Linked DNA regions of Oryctolagus cuniculus: region 2 is linked to region 1. Evidence: chromatin contacts called from public Micro-C data. All regions are on one chromosome and are shown on one strand. Each heading gives the region's core, a stretch centred on a gene start, on an enhancer-like site or on the middle of the called end of the contact. The rest is flanking DNA. Distances are from core to core; before and after follow the strand shown. Region 1 holds the start of SLK (STE20 like kinase). Region 2 overlaps STN1 (STN1 subunit of CST complex).

Region 1 (5,294 bases), core at 2,236-4,735:
TTAACAGAAAACATCAGCTGTCCAAAAATGCAATTCATTAAATAATTTTATGTCATTCCCTTTTTTCTGTTAAAAACAGAAATCCAAAAATAGAAAATTGTGAGGGATATTCCATAGCTTCATATATATGTTAAATAATACCATATTAAACAGAAAACAAAAGTAAAATAGCAAAGATTTTTCAGGCAAGGAAGTAATTATGTTAGAGATGTATTTATAATGTTGGACTAAGAGGAAGGAATACAACTGTGCTGGAAAAATGAATACCTATTTACAATGTAATCTTTGTGAGTTACCAATTTCCACAAACAAATGATTAGAAGTTTAGAAGTAGTTTTCTACTGCATACTACTACATAAAATGTTAAAGTTTGATAACTTTTCCCCACATAGAAAGAAGTCAGTAACTTTATAATTTCTAGGGAATCTTGAAAAGCAAAAATTTAGAGGCAAAGTTTTTAGGCCCAAATAGGTCAGATAAGTATAAAGTTTAAGTTTTCTTTTAAAAAAATTTTTTACACTCTATTCCTTAGAAGCCTGGAGTAATGAAATGAAAAAAGATGCAAGGAACTCAGATTCTTGAAATATCATCCTAAAACACAGTCAGTAAGCCCACAGAAATTATCCCTGAAACAATTAGTGTTTAACCACATGAAGTTGTTAATTTTCAGAAAACTTTCCATTTTTACCATAGACATTAACTTTGCAGAAACGGTCACTACAGAATAAACCACAGAAGTACTGATAGCTCACACAACCTGCCCCTGCCATGGGAAACTAAGGAAATGGTTTCCTGTTTAGTACCTTTTCCTGTCCCATCCCATATTTTACTTCTATGAATTCCAAATGTTAACAGTAACGTCTACCACTTATTAAGCCCTTTCTGTGTGACTTATATTTATTATCTCCTTTAATCCTAACATACTGAGTGGCAGGCCTTACTGATGAGGACAGTCAGGCATAGAACTTGTCAGTAACCTGCCCAAGGTCACACACTACTATGGAGAGAGGGAGCCGAGAAATGTTGACTCAAGAGCCACTGCCCTTAATACTCAGCTGTTTATATTTGATAAAACAACATATTTGCACCATGAAAACATGAAATCACCTGCTGCTTTCAAACTACAGGATGCCAGATGCCTTGAGGATTTGTTTTGCCTTTCCCAGCTAACTGCATACTCACGGAACGTTAATAGGTTAAGGGGTCTAAACAAACATTTAGGAAAACTTGGAACTTCACAGCCAAGAAAACAAAGGGGCAGAGAAGCTAAGTGACAGCCAACACTAACACACAACTCGACTCCCAGAAGAGATCTTCGCTCTGCACTAAAAGCCCTTCCTACACACATCTCACACAGTAAGCTCTTGCTGAAACCATACCCAGCCGTCCACCCAAACACTGAGGCCCACTTTGCAGACATGAACTTCAATAGCATTCACATGAGAACAATCTTGCACTTCAACAGAGATATGCTATGTGCTAAGGCAATGGTTAAACCCAGATGAACATCATAATGCTTTCGTTACAGAAATACAAACACACTAACTATAATGCGACAATTATGAACAATGTGTCTTGAAAGCACATAGAGAGGAGAGCGCATAAGGAACAAGATGCATTTGTGGCAGAGTAAAGTCAAAGGTAATGCTGCTTACAAAGCAAGGAAAATGCTGCCACTTCTACCAATTGATGTTAAAGTAAAAATATATATATAAATGAAGTCAGAAGATCTGAGTTCAAGTCAAAACTTGACTTGTATGAATAACTTGTTAATCTCAGTGTCCTCAGATGTGAAAGGTGGCTACTACTACTGACCTGTCCACCTCACCAGATTTTTGGAAAAGTCAATTACCTGAAAGTACTTAACAAACGGCAAACTTCCTATAAAAAAAAAACCAAGTTACTTATTTATGTTTTCACTTCTAGGCAACACTGTTGGTCCTTCCCCTAAACTGTGTCTCATAAAAGCCTTACCCTTCAAGATGAAAATATTCCAATGACATCACTCAAATGCTCCTTAGCAGACAGTAAACGGTTCACATGAATGCCTTCAGGTTAAAATGCCAAATCTTTCTATAGAAATAATATGTATACATACAATGCTTTATCCTTAGGCTTTGGTATTGACATCTAGTCAAAGCTTACTATAATTATATTTAGAAACTAGCACCAGATGCAAGTTTTCTCTTCTGGAAATTTTCTAAGAGATTCCATTCCATTTTATGCGATGTTGTCAAGCAACCACTCAAGGACAGACCAAGTAGCTATCACCTGGCTCTGATCCCAGGAGATGGGCTATATACTAGCTATAGCTACAGCCTAATGTATGCCCTGGACCCTAAAAAGAGAAATGCAAACAGGAACCAAACAAAAATCCACTAAAAAAGGTAACGAGTGTCCCACTGTAAGATCATTGGAGGCCCATGGCCAGACCCCTCCTGTAAATTACGGAACTCTCATTTCCTTGGAGTTTGACAGAGAAGCAGGAATAACCCGGTCCCCTCGATAAACTCCATCCAAGCCCCATTCTGTTGAATCCTTAAGCCCCCGGTCTAAGCGACTCCTTGGATGGTCGGCTAAAGAAAGTTCCAGCGCCTGGCCGCGAAGTCAAAAAGGAGGCAGGAAAGGGTCGCCGCAGCGTGAAGCCCCCGTGCCCCTGGGCCAGCGGCTGCTCTATCTCCCAGGCCACTTCCCGTCGTCTCCCTCTTACCTTGTACACTTTCCCGAAGGCTCCGTCGCCCAGCTCGCCTATGATTTCCCAAAACTCCTCGGGGTTCAGGTCCCTCTTCACGTGCTCGTACTGCTTCTTCTTCTTCTCGCTCCCCAACTTGAAGATCTTACGGAAATTGAAGAAGGACATTTTTCCTCCCCCACAGAGTTCCTTGCACTTAAGGACTAGAAACAACAATAAAAGGCAAAGTTTCTCCGCCTCCTTCTCCGCGCGAGCCCGGCGGACGGGCGGCGGCGCGGGGTCTCCGGCTCCCGCGGCTCCGGCCGGGCCGTCCCCGGAGAGGGCGGGGCAGCGCCCGGGGCTCCGGCCCGCGGCGAGGGGGGGCGCCCTGCGCCGAGCCCGGCTCGCCCGCCCGCCCGCCGCGCGATGGGGCGCCTGGCCCCCGGCCGGCCCGCGGGGGCTGCACCTGTGCGGACGCCCGTCCACCCGGTCCCGGCCCGGCCCGACGGCGCCCGGCGGGTCTGCACGCCCGCAGCCGCGGCGGCTTAGGCCCGTGTCACGACGAGTCTCCAGGGGCGGCGGCCACTCGGGGCGAGGGAAGCGGCCGGCAGCCGCTGAGACGAGCGCGCGAGAGGCCAAGCTCCCCGGCCGCGGGCAGCGAGCCTCGGGCCTCCTTCGCAGCCGTCTCTATTCCTGCGGCGCGAGGCCCGCGCGTCCCCTCAGCTCTGGGGCGCCGCCACCTCCGCCTCGCTCCCTCCCCAGCCCACACAGCCGCGGCCTGGAGCGCGCGCCGACGCCGACGCCGACTCCGCAGCGTGCCCGCGCGTTCCCCCGCCGCGCGCCCGCGCAGGGGCGGCCCCTTGAGCCCCGCGCACGCGCGTTGGCCCGCGCAGGCTGGCGGCGCCGAAGTGTTGGTGAGCCGAGTGCGGCGGGCCCTGGTTCCCTGCGGTCCCCCGAGGCGGGCCCGGCGCTGGCCCTGCGAACCCCGAATCCTCGTCAGCCTCTGGCTTTGTTCGTAGTGGCCCCCGCGTTGCGACGCTGGCGGATGTTGCCTCGGTGCTGGATGTGGGAAAAACTGTCAAGAATGAAAGCTCAGGCTTCCTGAGTGGAGCCGGGAAGTGGGCTTTGTTTTTAGCTCTTAAATTGATTCCAGAGGATAGTGAGAGGAGAGTGTGGGTGGCGCTGTGAGCCTTGGCTTGGGAGCCGGAGCCCTGTGGCCTGGAGCAGGTGACGCCCCCTTGCCTCAGTTTCCTCACGGCGCCTGCCTGGAGGTGGCAGCGAGGGCTCAGTGAGGCACCGGCACAAGCTCGTGGTCTCACAGCTGACACGGACCTAGAACAGTTGCTCGAGCCCACTGCTCCAGGGATGTCTGGGGGGGCTCTCCGCCGCCCGCCGGATGGCACGTCCAGCCTGGGACGGTGCTGCCCGGCTGGGGCCGTACCGGCATCGTCTGCAATCGGCCAGAAGGTGACCTGCCCTCCTCGCCTCCGGTCGCACTTTCGGGGCAGTGGCTGCTTGTTCAGCAAGGTGACCGAGTCGCGGGAGACGTCCTGGCGTGGGAGAGGCAGACGGGTCTGGCTGATGCGTGAGTGGAGGTATCCAGCAAGGCAGGGTTGCTGCTGTTTATATAATACCCACCTACCACCCCTCCCCGACCATTTTACCCTCCAGCCCCTACATGTTACAGCAAAACCCCTCTTCCAGGAGGAAGCTTAATATGATTCGGTTTCTCATGATCCTTCTACTTTTTAAGTTTTTATTAAGGTATAATTGATATACAATAGGCTGTACATTTGTGCACACACGTGAAAGCAATATTAATCTGCTTTAATTGGTATCATTTATGAAGAAAATAGAGAAATGCAAAAAAGAAATCAAATACAAGAGTAGTGGAATTCCACCGTCCAGAGGTAGCCATTGGAAAGAGTTCATTAAATTTCCAAACAGGTTTTTTTGGCCATGCTTTTTTTTTTTACATGAATGAGATTACTTTTCAGATTCCAGTACAATTAGTAATTATTCTCTCTTGCATCATGAGATATTTATAATCTTTATTTTAAATAAAACATTAATAAATATCTTTGCATACAAAATCCTTTTATACATGCTTGATTATTTCCTTGAGATAAATCACCAGAAAGAGATTTGGGCCAAAGGGTGTATGTCTGTTTCCTTTTTTGTTCTTTTCAAAATAGAAAAGACTACTATGTTCTCATGTTGAAAGATTGTGTATCAGGACTGGTGCTGTGGCACAACAGGTTAAGCCATCATTTGCAGCACCAGCACCCCATATGGGCACTGCTTTGAGACCCAATTATTCCATTTCTGATCAAGCTTCTTGCTAATGTGCCCAGGAAAGCAGCGGAAAATGACTCAAGTCCTTGGGTCCCAGCACCCACAAGGGAAACCCAGATGACATTCCTGGTTCCTGACTTCAGCCTGGCCCAGCCCTGGTCATTGGGCCATTTGGGGAGTGAACCAGCAGATGGGAGATCTTTCTCCTCGACTTTCAAATAAATGGATAAATCTTAAAAAAAAAAAAAAAAAAAGATTGTGTATCATTGTTGTTAATAATTCAGATACAGGAATTACAAACTCAGAAACTGTAATTTTCCTCTCCTGC
Region 2 (5,422 bases), core at 1,011-3,510, 90 kb after region 1:
AACATGAGCTCCTTCTTTTGGTTCCAGGAGAGCTCACCCCAGGTAGTTTTCTACTCCCAGGCTCCCTCACTCTTCTGAATGCCTTCCTCCATCCTGTGGGGGACTTGCCATCAATGTATTAGCCATTCCTTTGTGATGGACACTTAAGACGCTTCTAGCCTCTGCTATCACCAAGGTGGCCACACCTGCACGTGCTCTCTGTGAGTGTGCATCAGTGTTGGTGTACCATGGACTGTTCGAGGAAGAGGCGCAGGAGCACAGGGCCTGTGTGTTTAAGCTTTCAGTGAGCACCGTCTGAACATCCTCAGGCCATGCAGGTGACACTGCACCCAGTGCTTACTGGCCTCGTTCTGTGCACACACCTTTAATATTGAAGGAGCCACGCTGAAGATGGGCCTGGGCCAGCGCCACAGCTCAATAGGCTAATCCTCCGCCTTGCGGCACCGGCACACCAGGTTCTAGTCCCAGTCGGGGCACTGGATTCTGTCCCGGTTGCCCCTCTTCCAGGCCAGCTCTCTGCTGTGGCCTGGGAGTGCAGTAGAGGATGGCCCAAGTGCTTGGGCCCTGCACCCCATGGGAGACCAGGAAAAGCACCTGGCTCCTGCCTTCAGATCAGCGCGGTGCGCCGGCCGCGGCGGCCATTGGAGGGTGAACCAACGGCAAAAGGAAGACCTTTCTCTCTGTCTCTCTCACTGTCCACTCTGCCTGTAAAAAAAAAAAAAAAAAAAAAAAAAAAAAAAAAAAAAAAAGATGGGCCTGCTCAGGACCACTGAGCTAGTCGCCCACATGTGGCTTGTGTGGCTTTTGTTCCCTGTGATCCTCTTAGAGACAGGGGAAGCCAAGCAAGGCCCCCGGGGCAGCTTTCCCTAACACGCATTTTCTGGTACTGGTTGACCCTAGAGAGTCCTCGTTTGAGAGGTTTTTAGAGTTGAGCTGTGTCTCAATGACTTCTGGAAGAAGGTGAGTGTGGCGCACCCTGTCCCGGGAGGAGGAGAGGTTGGGGTTCGCTGCCTCACGCTTGTGTGAGCCCCCTGGGACACGCCTTTCTGCAGGGCCACAGGCAGCAGCCAGGGCGAGGTGTGGCAGGGCTGGGCACTTCCTCCTATGAATCACCGTGAGTTGGAATGGGGTGATGAGGCAGGCCTAGATCTCCTGCCCTCTCTGGCTTCACTCCTGCCACCAGTGCCTGCCTCCGGGAAGGGCCTGTCGTGCTGTGTAAATACTTGTGCTTCCACAGGGCTTGCCAGCTCTCAGAGGCTCTCCCACACTGCTTGTTGAATCTTCACCCTAAGCTTGTGAGTTGAGAGAAGGCAGTGTTGCCACTGTCCCTGCTGTGTAAGTCAGGAGGCAGGCCTTCTGGGCTCTGAAGTAGAATCATAACGCTTGGCTTGAAGCTGGTTTTCATGTTTTGTTCCTCCCTTTCTCTTTCTCTCTCTCACTCACTCACCCCTATTCCTGTTACCCTCTGGTCTATTCCTTTTTTTGTTGTTGTTATTAGATTGACTTGAATTTGAGGGTGAAGCCCAAAGGATTGCTGCTTCCCTCTTTTCTGAACTTCTTGAGAAGGAAACATGGTTACACCTGCCTTTGAGGGCAGAGTATGGTGGTGGATAAGCTGGATTCACTCCCTTGCTAGCTTTTCCTGACAGTTTTTTGTTGTTGTTTGTTTGTTTTCCCATATGGGTAGAAGGAAGAAAACGAAATATTAGACAGGGATGGGCACTGAGCAGTTAAGGTGTGTGTTCCATATCAGAGTACCTGGATTTGAGTCCCAGCTCCAGCTCCTGATTCTAGCTTCATTGCTCATGTGCACCCTGGGAGGCAACAGCGATGGCTCAAGTAGTTGGGTTTCTTTTTTTTTTTTTTTTTTTTTTTTTAATTTTTGACAGGCAGAGTGGACAGTGAGAGAGAGAGACAGAGGGAGAAAGGTCTTCCTTTGCCGTTGGTTCACCCTCCAATGGCCGCCGCTGCAGCCGGCGCACCGCACTGATCCGATGGCAGGAGCCAGGATCCAGGTGCTTTTCCTGGTCTCCCATGGGGTGCAGGGCCCAAGCACCTGGGCCATCCTCCACTGCACTCCCTGGCCATAGCAGAGAGCTGGCCTGGAAGAGGGGCAACCGGGACTAGAACCCGGTGTGCCGGCGCCGCAAGGTGGAGGATTAGCCTATTGAGCCACGGCGCCGGCCCATCAAGTAGTTGGGTTTCTGCCGTCCACTTGGGAGACCTGGATTGGACTCATGACTCCCAGCCCTGGCTGCTTCAGGGATTTGAGCAGCAAACCAGTGGATGAGAATGCACAACCACTTGCATGCTCTGTGTGCATGTGTGTGTGTGAGAGAGATTCTGAAATAAATCAAAAGTTTAACTCTGTGAGACAGGGCCAAGAAAAGGGAACTTGGAATAATAGACTGGAGGTTTGGATCACTATGTCTTCTTTAAAAACATAAAAGCAAGCCAGAGCACTTGTAAGGGTGTGTCATGAGTGTTTAAAAGGAAAGAAGCTCCTTCCAAGTGCAGAATTCCAGGTGTTCTTTCTGTCTTGGCCCTAGTGAGCCAGCTCTGGGCCAGCCACAGAGCTGTGAGCTGCGCAGGACAGAACTGGTTTGACAATAGGCCAACTATGGAAAGCCACATGGTTCACGTCAGGAAGATAATTGTTATAAAACCTTTAGAAACTACTCTAAATGCCGATGTGGGAGTCTGGAAGCCACAACTGTGGTGTTATCTCAGAACTCTTCTCTGCACTATTTTTCCTACTTAGGTAACCAGAGAAGACAAGGACCTGCATAGAAAGATCCACCAGATCATCCAGGAAGACTGCCAGAAACCACACTGTAAGTGGCGCCATGCAGAGAGGGCCCTTGGTGCACTGGAAGGGAATGCACACTCCCAGGGGCAGGGGAGGAAGAGTCTAGAGGCCTGGGGCTTGTCCCCTTAGTGCTGTGGCAAGGTGGTGGTCAAGGCCTGTGCCCTCTCTCAGCTTTGGTTGTCTCCTCTCTGGGGTGAACGTTAGACTAGCACAGTTCTGATCTTGGGCTGCGCATGAGGGTCAGCCTCAGAGCTCTTTTAAACACTTAGTGCCCAGGTTTCTCCCCTGGGGATTCTGATTCTGTAGGGATCGAGGTGGGGGCTGGAAGGCAGCCTCCTTTGGTGATCTTGCTACTATGAGGAAAGCCACTGCACTGGACCGGCTCATGCCTTTCTCCTTCTCATGTCTTCTCTGAGTTGTGTGATTTTGTGTTCCATGCTTGTCTGTGTCTGTGTCCACAAATGTGACATTTCCCTGTTCTGGCATCAAGAAATGTTAGGAGTAGCCTGGTGTTAGAAGTAGTCCTAGACGCACAGTTTGTGAAAGGTCTAATTCAGTCATCTTGGAAACTGCGAATTTACAAAAGCTGTTTGAAAATAGTTGGTTTAGTGAAGTTAGGTCAGCCCCTAGTGGTTAGACACACAAACTGCAGCCACTCTCACAACACAAACACTGGTTAGGAGCAGAGAACATCACTCCTATCTTTAAATCTGCCAGCCCTAAAGGTGACTTTTCAAAGTCCACCTTTTGCAAACATACACTAACAATGAGTGTTGACACAGTCCACAACTGATGGGAGAAAGGAAGTGGAAAGGTTTGTTAATGACCCCAGCTCCTACTCCGCCTTCCGGTCCTTTCAGCCCATCCATCCCTTGGGCATGGTCCTGCCCCAGGCTGTCAGTGGGTGGGGCTGGGCCAGGTCTCCAGCCCTGGTGTTTGTAACCTGATGAAATCAGATCCCAGATCGTGTGACAAGATGCCTTAAAACAAACTCAGGGCATGCTGTAAGTTAATGCAGTGAATTACTGTTGTTCCTTTCACTCAGAAAAATAAAAGCAAATTGAAGGGAAATCCCAGCTACCCAGACACACAGGAGCTTCGGAGAGCGGTGCGGCGGTGGTACTCTTTGGCCCACAAGGAATGGGAGATGCTCCCCTCCCCAGCCCTGCCAGATGCTTACTTTGATCCACTCTAGGACAAAACGGATGAAAGCCCAGGGCCTGGGGTGGAAGTGAAAGGAACTCATCTCTTAGGAGAACCTGGCCCAGAGCTGTTAAGGTGGCAGGTGTAGTGTCCACCCGACCAGCCACTGTTGGCAGTGACGGTGCAGAGCAGGCGGGCCTGGCCCTGCGGCGCAGTCTGTACGCAGGATCCTGAGAGCTGCCAGCCCGTCACCCGGCACTCGGCAGCTGCTGGAGCTGAGTTGTAAAGCCCAAGTCCTGTGGGTGCTGATAAAAGGAACATGCTGTAACCACTCTCCATAATGCTGCACCCTATGGCAGTAACAAATCATGCTGAATAGCAGTGTACACGTCCCTTAAAAAGCCCCAGTGCAGAAATGCACACGGAAAAGGCAGGCTCCCAGCGCTGAGCCGCAGGCCGTTTCCCTTCCTAAAGGCAGTGGTGGTTGCTAGTTTCTTCCATATCCTTCTGGAAATGCCATATGCACTTAAAACGTAATTTGTATAGGAAGTAAACACTGGTGTGCAGTACACGTTGTCCCTCAGCTGGTACTTCAGAGCTGACCACAGCTTCTAGAGCACTGGCTCCAGAACCCAGAAAATTAGCTCCGTCTTGCTGAGGGCCACACAGTATTCCAGTTCACCATTTCCTGAACCGTCCCTGCTGGGCCTTTAGTCCGTTTCTAACCTTTCACGCAAAGAAGCATTGAGCTTTTCCTTCTCAAGATGCTGGGTCAGTGGACTTGACATCTGCAGTCAGTGTCCGACTTCTCAGCAGGGCTAAAGCTGCGGTTGGAAGGTGAAGCACAGATCAGGCTCAGGCCGGTCTTGGGGAGCTGCGCTCTTATCTGAATCCCAGCTCTGCCACTCTGTGGCTGTGTGACCTTGGGCAAGTCTGTGTCTCAGGCTCTTTGTACGCAAAATGGGGATAACAGCAGTGCCTGCTTGATGGGTTATGAGGAGAAGTCAGTGGATTGGTGTTTATAAAGCTATGAGATGAATGAGACAAATGAGAAGGGCTGGAAAGGGTTAAATAAGATGAAGTTGTGTTTCCTAAAGGCCCAGCTATTGGCCTTGACTCCCTAGCCCAAAGGCCCGGAAGTCTCCTTCTCCCTCTGCTTGTTTTGATATTGATCTGGAAGGAAGCAGTTGCAGATAGAATCTGTGTGTGCATTTTGCTCTATAATTGTTGAGCTGAAGTTAAAACAGTCTGGATTTTGGCTTTAAGTACGGTTATAACAAAAATTTCCAAAAAGGCTTCCACATTGAAGAAGTCTTTGTTAAAAAATTTTATTTACTTATTTGAAAAGCAGTTTCACACACACACACACACACACACACACACGCATACACGGGCCAGGGGGGGCAGTATTTCATCTGCTGGTTCATTCCCCAAAGTCCATAATTGCAAAGGCTGAGCCAGGCCAAAACC

What was found. Hi-C and Micro-C count contacts between places; a contact is called where the count stands out from the background.
Region 2: a Micro-C map of ear pinna shows a contact between it and region 1, with 4 times the contacts expected there. The contact joins the enhancer-like site here to the promoter of SLK in region 1. A contact is called at or near these places in 3 of 6 Hi-C or Micro-C datasets (ear pinna, liver and an unstated tissue).

Annotation. Positions count from the first base shown.
Region 1 is chr15:26,087,039-26,092,332 of mOryCun1.1, forward strand. It overlaps SLK (STE20 like kinase), which reads right to left and starts at 3,486. Exons shown (of 19, transcript XM_002718721.5): 1 at 2,711-3,486. The coding sequence starts at 2,860.
Region 2 is chr15:26,178,446-26,183,867 of mOryCun1.1, forward strand. STN1 (STN1 subunit of CST complex) reads left to right here. Exons shown (of 10, transcript XM_008270474.4): 9 at 2,762-2,834. Among named protein-coding and RNA genes, the nearest start is that of SH3PXD2A, 36 kb to the right of the region's middle. Within about 2 kb of position 2,261, at least 3 of the 8 cell types and tissues checked have an H3K27ac peak or open chromatin away from gene starts, as enhancers often do. A contact at or near this core is called in ear pinna, where this site is marked.